Linked DNA regions of Danio rerio: region 1 is linked to region 2. A link is a contact called in public Micro-C data. All regions are on one chromosome and are shown on one strand. The core of a region is the stretch at or near the end of the contact, and the rest is flanking DNA. Distances in the headings are between cores, read along the strand shown. Region 1 holds the start of shpk (sedoheptulokinase). Region 2 holds the start of alkbh2 (alkB homolog 2, alpha-ketoglutarate dependent dioxygenase).

Region 1 (3,860 bases), core at 175-2,674, 300 kb before region 2:
CACTGAACTGATTCACAAAACTCATGTAAATGATTCATTTAAAAATTACGACAAAATAACTTATTAAATCCGCGTCTCTTCTTACTCCTTGATCAAAAAAACAATAATGTAATAATGTAATGTATTTGAAATAAATTTTGTCGTATGTTTAAAATGATTTCCTGTCACTTTTAATCAACTGAATGTCCTTAAATAAAAGCACATCTGTTTTATCAATCATGAAAAAAGATTACACAAAAATATGAATAACCTTCTGACACTGAATCCTTACTGCAAAATTCAGCTTTGTCATCACGAGAAAAGTGTTTTTAAAGTTTAAAATAGGTTTAGTTTGTTTGAATTATTTTAGCTTTTTTATGTTATTCGTTTTAGTTTTATTGTTTATATTAGTTATTTTAAGTTAAAAGAACATATTTCTAAATTATGATCAAACAATATGAAGCTTTAATCAGTAGAGACTTGTCCGTTTTTTTTCTTTAGTGTGTATTTTGGTCAGTCACATCTAAGAAAAAGTCGCCATGATGTCAGAAAACGCATAGAAATGGAAGCATCGGCCAGTTGTTTGAAGTGAACAGTTCAAAGGAACCGACTCTTGCGAACGATTCCTTCATCTTATCACAAGTTTTGAGCCTTCGCGGATCCCATACACTGGGTGAAAGGTAAATCAAATAAGCAGATATTTAAACTGTAATATTACTTGAAATTATACATCCAAACGCGTACAATTTTACATGTTATTATTTTAAAATTAAATCCGAGTTAATTGTAAAAATAAATAAAACGACATTTTTCATCTCCCATGGTGCTTTGCGAGAAAATGGCTGATGTTGAATGACACAAGCCGTGTTTTATCCAGAACATCTTCCTAAATAACACATTCCTCGCTGTAACAGAGCTCTGATAGTTTGGGATGCACGAGTGTTTGATGTAAACGATGTTTGCTTGAGTCGCGGAGGCAGACGCTCGTGTTCTTCAGTGTTTTCTCTCTAACGGTAAGCGGAGGAGATTTAAACTGAACTCACGGCTTTATGTGATGGTCGATGTTTCAATGCTCTTCTGTTTTTGTCTCTCAGCCTGTTTTTAACATCTCATCATGGCCTCAGTCGCAGCCAAACGCGAGGGTCCGCAGTTCATTAGCGAGGTGTCGGTGCGGGGGAACGGGGCGGTGCTCGACTACTGCCGCACCTCGGTGTCCGCGCTGTCCGGGGCCACCGCGGGCATCCTCGGCCTTACGGGACTCTACGGCTTCGTCTTTTACTTCCTCGCTTCTTTCCTGCTGTCGCTGCTCCTCATCCTCAAAGCTGGTCGACGGTGGAACAAGTGCTTCAAGTCTCGCCGTCTGCTGTTCACCGGGGGCCTCGTCGGAGGCCTGTTCACCTACGTGCTGTTCTGGACGTTCCTGTACGGGATGGTGCATGTGTACTGAAGCTACTCGGACTAGATGTAGGACAGTAACACGATAGAGAGGCCTCTGGGTGGTAGAGAGTGCTGACTGACCTTGTTTTTTATCTTATGTTTAGGCATAGAAATATTTTCTCAGTACTAATTGCACTGAAGGTTTGACGATGTGAGATGTCGGATGATTTCCTCTTGTAGGTTTAGTGTTTTCCTTACGGGACAGGGCTGGTTTGGATGTAGTGTAGGCCAACAAGACTAATGTGTTTTCAGCTTGCTCTCTGTGTAAGATCCGGATAACAAATCAGAGCTGTGTAAAAAATCCACGTCCACTTTAAATCTGTACAAATCACATGGTTTTAATTTATATTCATTGAGGAAAATAAATGATTAACCTCATGCATTCATCTGCCTGGTTTTCTCAAGAATGCGTTATACAAAAGATCTGATTATTTTCTTCGTCACTGAAACATTTTAGTGTCTTTAAATATTTTACCTATGATTAAATTAAAGCTGTTCTATATTTACAGGTATTTTCAGCAGATTGATAAATATAAATAATTGAGTAAATAATCCGCTTTAAATATATTTATAAATGGATCATTTAGAGTTTTTCTCAGTGCTAAAATGACACTTGCAGTTCTTTTTGTTTCAGAATTAGTAAATAAAGGCATAGTTCGCTCAATAAAGAAATCATTTACTTGCCCTTGACTTGCTCTAAATCAATTTGAGTGTTCTGCTCAGTTGATCACAAAAGAAGATATTTTGAAGAATGTTGAAAACTGACATCCATGGCAGGAAAAACAAATACAATGGAAGTTAATGGTTACCAGGGGTCCGTTCTTGGTACCTCGTGTAAATGATCTAATGATTTGACAGATGCGGGATCTTTTAATCTTGATCACTGATCTATGGCTAATTTGGTTCTTCAAACAAATGTGAACAAAATGACATTAAATGCATAGTAAACGGTTTGTTAAATATGACACGCAATAACTTTCCCCCTTTGTTGTCGGCTGCAGGCTTCACACTTTCATGTGTCCAGAGTATTTAGCTATTTATTTAGTTTTACATCTTAGAGTGGATTTTCTTTATTATAGTAGCCGAGGCCTATTCAAGTCTCTTTATCAGCGTAAGGTTTTAAATAAATTTCGCATCAAAAAACATTTTAATATCGATAAGGGTGTCTGCAGCTTTTGCAAAGCATCAAATTACCGACATATTAGCGATCGAGCCATGTGCATGACTGCATGAATTATTAATCCTTCATAAAAAAACAAACAAAAAAACTGTTTAATATTGGTTATGTCTATAATTGTTCAGAAATTGGTCTAAAGTTGGATCGGTACCTTAAAATAGTACGCATGTGTATCTAAAAAACATCATAATAAATGTCCTGATTGAGAACCACCTAATTTTTGTACTTTTATTTACTAAGTTTTATTTATATATACATATTAAAACCTATATGCATATAAACGTAAATATACTTTAATATTACATATTATTAGAAATGATAAATGTGTATATATACACTTTTTTTTTTTTTTTTTACTATTTAACTTTTTCCCCAGTGTATATAACCCTATAGGTTACCACTGTAAGAAAATATCAGCAATCTGTACTTTCAGCATTACCTTTGCTTGAAATGAGCCTCCTCTCTAGCAGGTTTAAACTACCAGAACTGCGGCTATTACAATAACTCTCGGATCAGTTTTGAAGAAGGAAACGATACTGGATTGTGCCAAATCATCAATAACCAAATCCAGCTAATTGAATAATCCACGTACGAATAACGGACCCCAGTTTCCAACATTTTTCAAAATATCTTCTTTTGTGTTCAACAAAAGAAACAGACTTAATTGCAACAAGTGAAGGTTGAGTGAACGATGACAGAATTTTCAGTTTTGAATTAATTTTTTAATTGTTTATTTTATTTATTTATTGTAGAAATTCATATGGGGCATCACAGGTAGCACAATCGCCTCACAGCAAGTAGGTCACTGGTTTGAGGCTAGGCTGGGTCAGATGGCATTTCTGGGTTTGCATGTTCTCCCCATGTTCGCTCCTGTCTGCCCCACAGTCCAAACACATACAAATAAGTTAAATTGGCCATAGTGTATGGGTGTTTCCAAGTGTTGGGTTGCAGCTGGAAGGGCATCCGCTGTGTAAAACTGGATGAGTTGGTGGTTCATTCTGCTGTGGTGACCCCTGATTAATAAAGGGACTTAATAAAGCCGAAAAGAAAATGAATGAATGAATAAAATTCACACTGCAGTACAAATATTTGAAATCGGTCAGATTTTATACAATTTGGGAAAGAAAGTTTTATGCCACAGTTGCATTTATGGGTTAAAAGTTAGCCATGTACTTTTTGTGGAAAACTTTTTTTTTAAAACAGAAATACTCCATAACATTATAAATGTCTTTAGGCATGAGACGATAACTGTTTTCAAGGAATAGAG
Region 2 (3,878 bases), core at 1,372-3,871:
GATCAAACCATCTATGGTGGGTTTAATAAGTATTTCACATCAGCAATAATACTGATATTTGATAACATATGCAGATTCAAATGAAAGACATTAAAGTTATTCCATTTCTACACAAAGAAAATAACAACGAGTGCAGAAAATCTACCTCCAAGGGAAAAAGTGAGTATGTAATAATAATAATAATAATAATAATAATAATAATAGTAAATGGTACATTTCTGAAGTGTGGGATGTTAATACTTTTTCTTTTTGCAGTACTGCATTCATCAGTTTACATCAACAGACCTGAAAATAAGGTTGCAATTTATGTGAACAGCGCAGCTCAAGCAGATGAGACGTATGCAAACTGCGCTGACAATGATTATGAAAATGTGGAGTAGTCTGCTGAGAAGACACGATAACTGATGGACTTCACTCTGTTTTGTGCACATTACTAGCTGAAGTGGATTGATTACATAAATGCAAACATTTATGCTGCATTCAGGTAAACACGCAATGAATATAATCTTTTGTGCTGGAAAGACGACCATTTAGGGTGACAAAACCATTTGTGAGAAATCTTTCTGTGTTTGACCACAGTTTGTATTTATCAAAGATGACATTATAAATCACAGAATAAAATACTGTGAAATTGAAATTGGCCTCTTTGCAAATTGCATATTTAATAATTATAAAATTACAAATAATTATAATGAAATAAATTGTAATATGTTATAATAAAAAATAATAAATCTGTTTTTAGGATTTCCTTTAACTTATGAATGCACATCATACATCACAAATCTATTCTTTCATGATGATCTGTTATTGTAATACATTTGATCTGTCCTATTTTACTGAAAGCTGCTTATATTACAAAACCAACATTAATTTTAAGGGGAGTAGGTCTAATGTGAGGTGTAGCCTATGAGATTTCTGTTTACTTTGATTTACCTTATAATCCATTCATATGTATATATATATATATATATATATATATATATATATATATATATATATATATATATATATATATATATATATATGTATATATATATATATATATACATTTTTTTTTTTTTTTTGAGTTTGGGAACAGAACTTTACATGTATTTTTTAAACATTTAACAAAAGTATGTAAATGGTTGGCCCCACTAAAAATTTACACTGCCTATAAAAAAACTGTAATTAACAGGTTCCGTATATTGTGATTCACAAGTGTTTTCTGTTTATTTACAGTGGTGAAGTTTTATCTCTGCTCTGTCCACTTTTGACGTTGAAAATTCTGCTGTTTTAACAGAGATAACAGAAAATGTACCAGCAGCTTATTACCAGGTTTTTGTACCATAATTTGTAACACCAGTCCAGACGATTTATCACTTAAATAGTCAGTAAAAGTCAATTTTCACATTTTCCAACATCAAAACCTTTTGAAGGAAAGATCAAAGTCCCAAAACGCAATTCAAAAGCATAAATAAATGAAAAAATTATAAATATGAAAAACTGTAAATTTACTGATATTTTACAGTGTACTTCCAGTGGGGACTTCCCTTTTCTGTCCACACTTTTTTCTTTTTTACAGCGAGCCGTCTTCGTGACTGAGCAAATCTAGGTTTGTTGATGCTTGCTAGCTCTAAAAATAACTTGGGGGAAGTTCTAATGATCCGGTGTTGCGGATGAAACCAATGAAATGCTAGGCAGCAACAGATGACTTTAATGTCAATGTCGAAGAAAAAATAATATGTGAGTTGTTTGATTAATTAGACTAGCCCAGGTCATTTTCTGTCAGACAGAATCTGTCTACACCTGTTGATGTTAGTCTAACGTTTAGGAATATGTGTTGCACAGAGAATTGGTAGAGTGGAATATTTGTTTCATTTACTAAAGGTGGTGAAAGACAGTTAAGAAAGTAATTATCAACATATTCATATACTTTACCTACATATTTTGAGCTCTTTCTGCAATTGACATTACAAAATAGTAATTGAGCACAGCTCATAAGTTTTTATTTATTCATTTATTGGTTGATTTTATTTTTAAATTATATTTAAATGTAATAACTTTTTTCTCTGGATTTTATCACCACAAACCCTAAATGTAAGTAAGTGCAGCAAATCAGATTTTAATTAAATTCCCCATTTATGTCCCCCACTTCTACACACACACACACACACACACACTTATGAACCAAATTTAATTTAAACTTATGGTCCTTTGTTTGTTATTTATAAAAATTAAGTCATGCCCAGTCTCATAACCACATGTAAACATGGTAAGCTAATAACATTCAGAACTTTTAATACACCATTTTTTAAATTAGAAATTCCTGATCAAGACCCGGTCTAACGTTGTTTTTTTTACTAACTCGTGAATGTTTTATATGTAATGTTAAACATTTTGTCGATGTGGGTTCGGAATTTCCACTCACAGAGATAATGTTGGCTTCCTCTGTAGCTGTGAGGTTACGGTTAGACAAACCGCGTTTGAACACTAGTGTAACACCGGAAACATAGGTACTTAAATAACGTTACCAAAGAAGAGCGACTTCATTTATTTATTATAATTTTTTAGCGAATGCTTGTAAAACATTACGACTTTGCGAGTACTGTATGTCACGTGTCGTTTGTAGTGACGTAGGCGTACACTTCCGGATGTGTGCCATTCCAAAACTGGCACAGAATTTGAGCACTAACGTGCAACTGAGTTGGAGGTTTATCTTAACCATCGTTACACCATAAACTCAAACCAGGTAAGAAACCCTCATGAATATTTTCCCAAAGTTTCAGTTTGTAAAATGCACCTGCATAAACTAAGACTCGGACTGCTGTCGTGTCTTACTAACTGCCAACCCCATGGCTGTAATAATTCACATCTTGTTTTGCTTTAGTAACTTACTGCTTTTATTGAAACGCATAATTCCTATGAATTGTTAACTGCGGCTTAGTAAAACACTTCAAGCAGTGGTAACTATTAATTTATAGTAAAATCCGCTGCAGACTCGCTCTGAATAAATCATATGAATTGGATGCTACCAGATCAGTCCAGTTTGCACATAGCCTACATGTCAATGTAAACATAAATGTTTTTGTGTAAAAATGTTTTGGAATTTGGTGAAGCTGTATTATATTTAATTTCCTGAACTAAAAACAAATAAATATAAACACTTATTCACTTAAATTGTATACTTATTTACTTAATGTGTTTTGTCCTCCTCTCACAGATGTTTGAATGGACAAGTTTTTGACTCGGAAGAGAAAAAGATCATCTGAAGAACCAGATGAATGGAAAACAGAGGCGCTGATCAAGAAACCCACAGAGGAGGAGGAATGTGAGGAGGGGGAAGAGGAGTTTTCTAACCCAATTCCCTGGCAGAAGATTGAGGCAGAGGGACTAGACTGTGACTATAGTTTACTTTTCAACAAAGAGGAGGCCGATCACCTTTTCAACCAGCTAGAAGAGGAAGTGGAGTATTTTACAGGTATTAAAGGTGACCTGTTCAGAGCTCGAAAAATTTCTACTTTTTCTCGGGAAGGCACTCTTCACTTTTTGGTAGCCTGAATATAAATTTAAGAAGCTCAAATAGAAAATACATTATTGTATAAAATAATAAGTTTTCAAAGTTTTTATTTATTTATTCATTCATTTTAAATAACCAAAAAAATGATGTTAAGTGAGCATTGTTTCAGGTTATTTTTGCAGCTATAAAGACATTCCAATATGTCAGAGAATTTCTATATATAATATATTTGTTATTTGGGAGGTGGTTGATAATATTCTGGCTTTTCTCCTTTTTATTCAGCAAGTGGATTTGTTGCTGTTGTATCAACAGCACAGCACATACATAATTATCCACTCTGTGAGAAAATGTAAAGGCATTGAAATATATTTTTTCTCTCACT

Evidence for each region. Hi-C and Micro-C count contacts between places; a contact is called where the count stands out from the background.
Region 1: a Micro-C map of caudal fin shows a contact between it and region 2, with 2.1 times the contacts expected there. The contact joins the promoter of shpk here to the promoter of alkbh2 in region 2. A contact is called at or near these places in 1 of 18 Hi-C or Micro-C datasets (caudal fin) and 1 of 4 datasets of contacts at active chromatin or transcription factors (embryo).

The regions. Positions count from the first base shown.
Region 1 is chr5:42,928,184-42,932,043 of GRCz12tu, reverse strand. shpk (sedoheptulokinase) reads right to left here and starts at 1,424. Exons shown (of 9, transcript XM_073951313.1): 1 at 1,023-1,424. It overlaps emc6 (ER membrane protein complex subunit 6), which reads left to right and starts at 812. Exons shown (of 2, transcript NM_200056.2): 1 at 812-992; 2 at 1,074-1,794. The coding sequence starts at 1,094. The coding sequence ends at 1,426. All of the region lies in intron 3 of LOC137495624 (flotillin-2a-like), which reads left to right. It overlaps p2rx5 (purinergic receptor P2X, ligand-gated ion channel, 5), which reads right to left. Exons shown (of 12, transcript NM_194413.2): 12 at 3,682-3,860. It also overlaps LOC141385579.
Region 2 is chr5:42,625,146-42,629,023 of GRCz12tu, reverse strand. It overlaps alkbh2 (alkB homolog 2, alpha-ketoglutarate dependent dioxygenase), which reads left to right and starts at 2,621. Exons shown (of 4, transcript NM_001256684.1): 1 at 2,621-2,728; 2 at 3,200-3,457. The coding sequence starts at 3,208.